Regions from separate parts of the Zea mays genome. Here region 2 is linked to region 1. Evidence: chromatin contacts called from public Hi-C data. All regions are on one chromosome and are shown on one strand. Each heading gives the region's core, a stretch centred on a gene start, on an enhancer-like site or on the middle of the called end of the contact. The rest is flanking DNA. Distances are from core to core; before and after follow the strand shown. Region 1 holds the start of LOC100382844 (Gamma carbonic anhydrase 2 mitochondrial). Region 2 holds the start of LOC100282783.

Region 1 (4,884 bases), core at 1,521-4,020:
GCACATAACTAATCTTACAAATATTATGCTTTGAGTTCCATCTTAGTAGTATAAAGAACATTAGCTAAAACTACTGCCAAATAATGAAATTTTGCAATTTTTACATTTAGTAGAAAACAGTCTGATGAGAACATAATTAAGTAAATAACCTCTCCAGAAGGAATCCTTGTATTCTGCTTAACAAGAGATCCTGCACCAACCATGCTGTGCTTTTCAACCACCACTCCATCAAGCAGAGTGGCACCCATACCAACAAAAGCTTCATCCTCAATGGTACATGCATGTAATACAGCACTGTGACCTGTAAGAAATACAGTTCGATCAGTTGTATAAATTTGGTCGATCATCCAGGCTAAATGAAGCTCCACATTTAGCAGGAATATACTAAAAGGTTATTTACTGACCCACTGTCACGTTGCTTCCAATTATGGTTGGGAGGACCTTCCCGCTAATGTTAGCTTTTGAAACATGTACAAGGGAATTGTCTTGTATATTAGTACCAGATCCAATATGAATGCTGTTGACATCACCTGAAGACAAGAATAAAAAGCAAGCAAAATTTTACATGCACAGAAATTGATTTCAGATAGAAAATTATCCTACAGGCACAAAAACCATGTTGTATTCTCACCATATTGACTAGTAATTATAGAAAATGTCAATCACATAATAACCCAGTCTCAGACGTATTTAACAATTAACAAATCCTGTTCTCTGACAAAGTTGCTGTCTTGCTGATGCCCATCCAAAAATGAAAGTATGTGATGCTTCAATAATAAATGCTTACAAGCTGTAGATTTTGAGATTGCCTTAAATTTGTGTAGGTTCGCATGGTATACTCTTAGTATTTGAATGTCAATCACTATGGTTTGGGTTTGAATATGGCAGTTATTTTTAGATGTACAAGCCAAAGTGATAAACAAGCATACTTTTAACATCTTCTCTCTTGGATGGAATATTAACTTCTCAGTAACATATTGTGGTGATGCAACAGGGTCTAAGCCTCATAAACTTGATACTGACACAAAAATTGGTGGCTACTATAATGAACCAAATGATTATTCCCGAGCACCCTTATTCCTTAGAAATGTTTATATATTTGGAAATCTAACAGCAGTTCACCAGTATGTATGATAGTGTCCCACAGCCGACAAATAAGTACTCTAAACTAAGGGGGTGTTTGGCATTGCTCCGGAGCAAAACTCCAAGGAAGAGCTGACTAGAGCCAGCCAAACACCCCAACTTCAAAGTTGTACACTCCATGGAGGTTTGAGAGCCGCCGTACAATTTTTTGGAGTTTGAAGGTATTTACCTGCCGCTGCCACTAGTTATGAGAAAGCAACCTAAACTACAGAGCAGAGCTGCTCCACCCAGAGTTTTGGAGCAAAGCTGCTGTGCAGTGGAGCAGAGCTATGCCAAACATGCACTAAATGTTTCCCACTGCTTAGTTTCATTGGTACGTCAGATATACTGAGTGCAACATAGTATTCTACTGAACCGTTCTGCGTTCATGACCAAGACCACGAAATGAAACACACCGAATAAAACCATTATGACTACAAGCATTGCAGCTCAGAGAACATCTAACATGTAAAAAGCATACTGTTCAAGGGTTTACCTCTCAATATGGATCCGTACCAGATTGACGATCCATGACCAATCTCAACATCCCCAATGACTGCTGCACTGGGAGCAACAAACACATCTCTATGGATCCTTGGCTCTTTCTCAAAAATATTCATGATTGTACGATGCCTTGAAACTGAAAACAGCATTCAAGCCAACTAGTCAGCAACTAATATTTTTGCAAATCACAGGAGTCATAAATGCATGAATTAAAATGCATCATACATACACATCAACTAATATGAATTAAAATAAAATGCATCATGGTGCCAAAATCATGCAGATCCCTGATAATCCAACAGTTGGAGCATAGTGATGCCAAGAAGAAATACCATTATTATGATGCTAGGGAAGAGAGAATAGCATATAAGTTCGCTTGAAACAGGAATGTCAGTTGGACATATTAACCAATGCTTGTTGCAAATGACTTCCACAGGAAAAACTGCTAACTACAATGGGAACATTTCATGATTGCGTGACCACACGTCCACACTAGAAACAAAGGCAACGTATAAGGGGGGGGGGGGGGGGGGGGGGGGGGGGGGGGGCATAGTAGCTAGTGTAAAGGACAGCTCATATAAGCATTATTCAAATAATCAAACCACATTATCAATATACATATCTAATCCATCTTTGCACGAATGCTATTTCGGCTTTATTAAACTTTGGGCACATCCCCAAGTGTGAGGACAACAAGGAGCGCGGACGCCACTGATTCAACCTGATCTGGCACTAGCAGGTCCTAAAAGGCGAACACAACGAACTGATAGATGGCATACATGTACCTCCACGACGCATAAAAATGATTACACGAGGACCCGATTCCACCCTTTTGCGAGTAAGAAGCAGCCACAAGGTGGGGGCGAGGAGGCGGAGGAGCAGGGGAGAAGAATGGAGCGGGAGAAGGCGCATGTTTACCCTGTTCCTCGACGCGGAGGCCGCCCTGGATGGTGGATCCGAGGCGGTCCATGGCCTGCCCCGTGCCCCGGATCCACTTGCCCACCGTGAAGATCGCGCGCCCCAGGGTACCCATGCCTCCTCCTGATACTTTCGCGCGCTCGCTTCCTCCACGGCTTGCTCGGATGGGTGAGGGCTCGCCGCCGGCCGCCGCGCGCGCGGGTGGGGTTTAATGGCGTGAGGAGGCGAGACGGCGGAAGAGAGAGAAGAGGGCTGCCTGCGGCAAGAGGCAGTGGCCACAGGACCCGTAGGGGTAGGGAGAGGAGGCCAGGCGGTCGATGGACCTGGGCCTTGAAATGTTGGGCTGTTTTGTTTGCTCTCCGGCCAGGATCTAATTAAAAGCAACTCCAATAGTTACTGACAATAGTTAATGAAAAAAATAGCATGTCGGACCTGGTACTTCGCTGTGCTAGAAAAGGGAAAAAAATAAACATGTAGGTGTAAAGAAATCAATGATAAGTGTGTTTAGAAAATTGCTATCGAGTTGCCAATCTAGAGAGTAAATAGTGTTGGATAGCAAGTGTCGAGAAAGAGATCATCGGTCTTTGGGGCCCATCGGTCAGCAAGCGCACTAAGAAAAAACCTCTAGCAACTGGGCCCACTGGTCAGCCGAAGAAAATAGGTAACGGCTATCCTGGAGGTGCTCGTCCCCGGACGAACCCCACGGCACCGAGCCTACAGTCAGGTGTGGCGGAACCTAACTGGGGCAAGGCGTGCCGAAGAGAAACCACTCGAGTGGATCTCGCGCCTGACCTAAGACCGACCCGTCATAAATGACCGGTCGCATTAACTGTGCCTGGCGACGAGCTACAACGGAGGCGTCGGACCGTCTTCCACTTAAGACCTAAGAACCCCTCGGGCCACAGAGCACTCATGACCTACGAACCTCTCAGACTACGGCACATTTATGGCACGTGCACCCTCTGGTCTGTGGCGCACTCATGGCCTATCGGGACTAGGCCTAAGTGAAAGTCGCCTAGAGGGGGGTGGATAGGCGAAACCTGAAAATTAAAATTTTATCCCCCAACTAGATCCCTTGATTAGTGGTTAGAACAAGATATACAATTATCGGAGTATAAAAACTAAATCCTTGCTTGTAAAGAGTATTGCTTTCAAATAATGCGGAATTGATAAATCAATACTACTAATAAGTCTATGAGAATAAAGCAAGAGTGCTTAGACAAGGAAGAGCAATAACACAAGTGTCGGCGTTTCGAGACCGGGGGGTCCCTGGGCCGACGAGTGAGTGTCGCCGCGTGCCCCAGCCCAGATGGGTCGAGCGAGGGCGAGCGCGAAGGGGGGAGAGCGAGGCGGCCGGAGACCGGCGTGAGAGAGGTGGGAATCCCGCAGCCTTCGTGTTCGTCCCGCGCCCAGGTCGGGTGCGCTTGCAGTAGGGGGTTACAAGCGTCCACGCGGGAGAGGGAAGCGAGCGGCTCCAAGCGAGCGCCTGTCTCGTCCTCGCGTGGCCAACCCTCTCTAAGAGGGCCCTGGTCCTTCCTTTTATAGACGTAAGGAGAGGATCCAGGTGTACAATGGGGGGTGTAGCAGAGTGCTACGTGTCTAGCGGAGGAGAGCTAGCGCCCTAAGTACATGCCGTCGTGGCAGCCGGAGAGATTTTGGCACCCAGCTGGTGTGATGTTGTGGCCATCGGAGGAGCGATGGAGCCTGGCGGAGGGACAGCTGTCGGAGCGGTTGGGTCCCTGCTGACGTCCTCTTGCTTCCATAAGGGGGCTGAGAGCCGTCGTCGTCACAGAGTATGCGGGGCGCCATCATTGCCTATCTGGCGGAGCTAGCCAGATGGGACACCGGTCTTGTTCCCTGCGGCCCGAGTCAGCTCGGGGTAGGGTGATGATGGCGCCTCCTGTTGACGTGGCTGGCCTGCGCCCTAGATTGGGCGATGTGGAGGCTCCTCCGAAGCCGAGGTCGAGTCTGTCTTCCGTGGCCGAGGCCGAGTCCGAGCCCCTGGGTCGGGCGAGGCGGAGGTCGTCGGCAGAGGCCAGGGCGAAGTCCGAGCCCTGGGGTCGGGCGAAGCAGAGTTCGTCGTCTTCTGGGGCTGAGCCCGAGTCCGAGCCCTGGGTCGGGCGGAGCGGAGTTCGCCGTCTTCCGGGACTTAGCCCGAGTCCGAGCCCTGGGTCGAGCGGAGCGGAGTTCGCCGTCTTCCGGGACTTAGCCCGAGTCCGAGCCCTGGGTCGGGCAGAGCGGAGTTCGCCGTCTTCCGGGACTTAGCCCGAGTCCGAGCCCTGGGTCGGGCGAAGCGGAGCTTCCTATGGTGCCTTTGGCAGGGCCTGACTGCCTGTCAGT
Region 2 (4,884 bases), core at 657-3,156, 160 kb after region 1:
TGAGAGAAGTATTTGACAAGAAATCTGAAACCATATGCAATACTTCACTCATACCTTTTCATTCAGTAGAGAAACTTCAAGTTGATGTAGTACTTCAAACATACCAAATATATCAAACACAGACTCGCAGATGATGCTTTGCATCACAGTCTTGAGCCTCTCCTTAGACAGCAAGTCAAAACCTGATTACTGTAGATCTTAAGCTATATATAAAACATATGGTAAAACTTTTGCCAAGAAACTGCTGGAGAATTGAAATAAATTATGAGAACTCAAAGAATGACAAAAGGCAAGAGTAGGCTAGACATATGGTTGATTGTCTACCTTTTTGATCAGATAGGTCGTTAGTTCCATCAATTATGGTGGCAATACGACTAGGAGAGAAAGAATTACTAGTATCCAAGTACATAACCACACCCGTATGCTTCACTGGAGCATGTGAAGCAGAATGTAGACAAACCTGAAAAATGGTATATATGTAAGAGCATGACTATGATTTAGCCCATAATAGTTCCAACAAAATCATTCCAAGCAGTAACCATGGGCAACGACTGCTATGCAAACAGTGCTTCTGTGCAAACGTGCAAGCAAACCATCTGATCCATTAGATTACGATCCAACCACAGATACAACCACTGGTTTGTTAGGGGTTTTTTTATAAAGATTATTGAGCTGGTGGTGGAAGGGTTTAAGTGTTAAATGTGACTTACGGTTGGATCACGATCTAATGGATCAGATGGTTTGCTTGCACGCTTGCACAGAAGCACTGCTTGCATAGCAGTCGTTGCCGTAACCATGAGCATTTTAAGTGTGTATAAAAAGATAACTCATCTTCTCACCTGTGTTTTACCAGAAGATGATGGTCCAGTAACCTCTGTGAGCTGACCTTGGCGCAGCCCGCCCCCAAGAAGTCTGTCAATGCTGTCAATTGAAAGACCACATGCTTCAAAAAAATGAAAGGTCACAAATGATACTAGGATCATATTAATCACAAAAAGTAATATAAACGAGGGTGTTAACATAGCAAATATGAGATGAAGACTGAACAGAGAAGGCATGAGTATGTATATGTTCAAGGTAGAAGTACCCTTCAAGTCCAGTAGGTAGGACATGCTTGTTTTCAGTGACGTCCTTGAGCAAGTCGATCCCACTCCAAATTCGCCCACACCGATCTTCCTTAGAAGGCTGATCTTGATTCATCGTCTCCTCCTGTGTGTATTATATCATGGATGGAAAACAGTCCGTGATTCAGTAGTACAAAATTTCTTCGCTACCCCAATGTGTCGTCAACTCAGCTCTATTGGTTGACAATTGCCGCATTATGTTGTTACTTGCAACCCCTCAATTCAATTTGCGACGGATTTCCAGTTAGTGGACCAGTTACTTGTGGGTTTTTGATATTGCGGAGAAGGTCATTTGTACTTCTAAGGGCTGGTTTGGTGACAAGGGAATTGGAGAGGATTGAGGGGGAGAAAATCCCTTGATATTCAATTTTTACTTCTAAATGTTATGATGGACTCCTCTCCCCACTAGCAAGTCGAACGCAACGTCATGCGCAGTGTGTAGCATCAGTCAGACTAACATTTCTAGTACAACAAACATTCATGCGTGATGCGTTGATAGCAGGCGAGCAAATACTAGAAGCAGCAGTGTCACAAGAAGAAAAGGAAGAATGCGAACCTCCTGGTCGTGTGGTGCGTAGCGGCGCTTGAGACCACAGCCGGATGTGGTGGCTTCCCTTCCGCCACCGGCCGCCGCCATGACGGCGCCGAGTAACTGTCTTCCACGGACACTACCGTTGGAGACCTCCACCAGCACGCGGTGCCCCTGGAAGGTAACCACTAGGGCAAGATAGGACGCCTGCCCCTACGGAACCCCGGGACCGAGCGGGAACGGCGGCGGCCGCGTCGGGCGAAGGAAAACGAAGAAGCCGAGACTGAGTACTGGGCCGGCCCACTTTGATTATTTGTAGCGAAGGTAAGCACAAGGAATTCCTAAGCACAATGACAGGCCCAATAGCCCAATGCGCTGAATAGCGCAGCATCCTTTCCCTTCTCCCCCACCCTCGGCCTCGCTTCCAGCCATCCGCCGCGGCTCGTCTCCGTCTCCCGGCTCCTCGGCGTCTAGCTCGTCAACGCGCGCGTCCGCCGTCGGCTCCTCCGACCGGCGTCCCACCACAGGGGAATACAGATCGACGATCCGCTGGGTGCGTCTCATTTCCCGGCTCGCAGATCTGACCAACTGTTGTGTGTTCCGTTCGTTGGTGTACGAGAGTAGCTGGGGTCTCCGCGGGCAGTTCTTGCGCATAGGTCTTCCCCGTTACGGAGTATTGTGTAGTCACTTTGCTTCAAGAACCATTGGGGATCGAGTATAATTTGATGATTTTAGGGCAGTTCACGGTGCCTGTTATGTTTGTTCTATTGTGTTTTCACTATGGTTATTTATTTGTACCTTTTTCTAGCGTACTGGGTGTTTGTATGCATGATTGATCCGCTCATTTAGGGGGTGTTTGGTTTAAGGAATCACTACATCCAAATTGAGGTGGTGCATCATGGGTTTATTCCTCAAATTTGGTGGGATGACCCTATTCTTCATATTAGTACTAACTAATTAACTATGAGGAATGAGGTGGTGATGGATCAACTCATTCCATTCCACAAACCAAACAAAAATAGTGAGGAGTGAGAAGATGATGGACTAGCTCATTTCTTAAACCAAACACCTACCTAGCCCTTTTACATAATCCATGTCCAATGCAACCATTGGCTTTCATTGCCCTCAGCAATTTTTAGGGTATTAGTTACTAAGGTGTGGTTTGGTTCACGAAATGTAACATAAATGGTAATTGTAATGATTCACGTTCGATTACCGGCTGTAACAAGTTTGAATAAGACGGTATTAGTTTCTAGTGTTATTACGGACTTAAACAAACATGGTTTTTTAATGTTATCTATTACCGTTCACGTTACAAATAAATAGGTGAATCAAACAGCACCTAAGATATAGTACGCTTATCACTATAGTGCTACTACTTTCCAGCTCCTGGAGTAGCGAATATTGTTTCAGGGAAGCAGAGATATTTCCTATTGTTGCTGGTTCCGTCTTATCTGTGTACTGATGACTTTTAGGCATCCCGTGCGGTGCAGGCTTGCAAACATGTATATCCGAGTGAAGCGCAACAAGAGTACCTACTTCATTCAATGTGAACCAACAGAGACAGCTTTGAGCATCAAACAGAAGTTGCACTCGCTGATAGATCAACCTCCTAGTAGTCAGCAGTTGGTCTTGTGGCCTAGCAGTGATGTGCTTGAAGACTCAAAGACTTTGGCAGATCAAAAGGTACCCCTACATCTAGCTGCTTCTGCTTCTTTACATATTATTCCTAAGATGATTCTGTTTAGGCCCCGTTTGTTTCGTTGGAATTGAATTCGATTCTAATAATCATAATTTAGACACGAACTAATTAAGTTAATATATTTGTATATGTAATATATTTGTATATTATCCTAAATCATATGAGATAGTTATACACTACACTTATGCTATAGAGAAGTAAGTAGAAGAGTGTGCTATAAGTTGTACATTGGAAAAGTAGCATGCAAATCTATAAAATCAATTTTCATCTTTCACTCCATGAATTTAAGACAGGCTTATGTATCAACTTTAGAAAGTTGTGGAATATCACATTCTAAAAAGTAGTCTATTCCATTAGTTAGATTCTAATTCCTCAAAATGAAGGGAAACAAACGGGGTCTTAGCCTAATGTGCAGTCTCATTATTCTCATAGAACATCTATAAGTGAAGTCTGCTTGCTAATGCAGATATTTATTTTTTCAGTCACATTAAGTTTAGTTTGTGTAGCCTTAGCATATCGGTTTTCTTTGAAGATTAAACCCACAGCTTGTTTATTGCATTTTACCAGTTGCGTGATATTTTCTTTTTTTATACTTGTTCAGGTGGATAACGATTCCATTGTTGCATTGGCACTAAGAAAAGGTATCGTGCTCACTTGCTGAATTGTTAATGGGTTTTTGCCTACTTTTTATTTTCCTTATCTTTCAGGTAGTGCCTTTTGCATTATTAATGTTTCTTTTCTTTTTTGCTTACTCTTAGTATACCACTCGATGGTTATGATTATTGCCCAGCAACTGTTTACATTTGTAGAAAATACCTTATATTATGTCTTAGGTCATCATTCACTAGTCAGCAGCTTGATCTGTCTTCTGGACTGCGGGTTTGACCTACCAAACCATATTATTGCTGATGCCATTCTTTCTCTAGCAGAAATTTACACATTTTCCCTCATTTCTATGTTAATAATAAGCTAAGAAGAATCTATGATTGCAAAGTGGTTTATCATAGCATAACAGCAGGTTGTCCCTATTCTAAATAAAGTGAATGCATGATGCTAGTCCTTTTCTAAAAACTCAACCTACTCAATGCAGCTTCTTGCTTTCCTTGTTCCGCCGTGGGTTACCCTTTCTATAGCTATTTCATTTTCGGTCTGATAGTTCCTGACTGTAATTTCTGTTCCTTCACCAGATGACGGTGAGTTTGAGGAAGTTTTCATCGCTAGGCCGGAGGATTTCATGTCATCATCATGATAAAGATTAGTCCATCATTTCTACAAAGGGACCACTGCGCGTTCTTGGAGTGGACCGTCGCTCTATGCTGGTTCTTCTAGAATCTGGGATGTGGCTTGCTTGTCCCTTTGGGAGGAAAAAGAAAATCTTTTATGTGAGATCCCAAACAACCGTTGTGGATGATATTAAGCTTTGATTTGACGCTCCAACTGATGCCGTGCTTCTTGTACCTACTGGTGTCTGTCTTGGTGTTGGGATCAGAGCGCACCTAATTGTCCTTTTTTGTACCAGCTGTTGTATG

What was found. A called contact is a pair of places that touch in the nucleus more often than the background predicts.
Region 2: a contact with region 1 is called in a Hi-C map of leaf, with 2.9 times the contacts expected there. The contact joins the promoter of LOC100282783 here to the promoter of LOC100382844 in region 1. A contact is called at or near these places in 4 of 25 Hi-C or Micro-C datasets (ear and leaf).

Annotation. Positions count from the first base shown.
Region 1 is chr7:178,950,699-178,955,582 of Zm-B73-REFERENCE-NAM-5.0, forward strand. It overlaps LOC100382844 (Gamma carbonic anhydrase 2 mitochondrial), which reads right to left and starts at 2,771. Exons shown (of 5, transcript NM_001175541.1): 1 at 2,545-2,771; 2 at 1,619-1,762; 3 at 405-530; 4 at 150-301. The coding sequence starts at 2,659.
Region 2 is chr7:179,109,975-179,114,858 of Zm-B73-REFERENCE-NAM-5.0, forward strand. LOC100282783 reads right to left here and starts at 1,907. Exons shown (of 9, transcript NM_001155689.2): 1 at 1,681-1,907; 2 at 1,088-1,209; 3 at 840-921; 4 at 325-460; 5 at 55-182. The coding sequence starts at 1,761. LOC100285884 reads left to right here and starts at 2,026. Exons shown (of 4, transcript NM_001158774.1): 1 at 2,026-2,206; 2 at 3,147-3,339; 3 at 3,957-3,996; 4 at 4,543-4,884. The coding sequence starts at 3,157. The coding sequence ends at 4,604.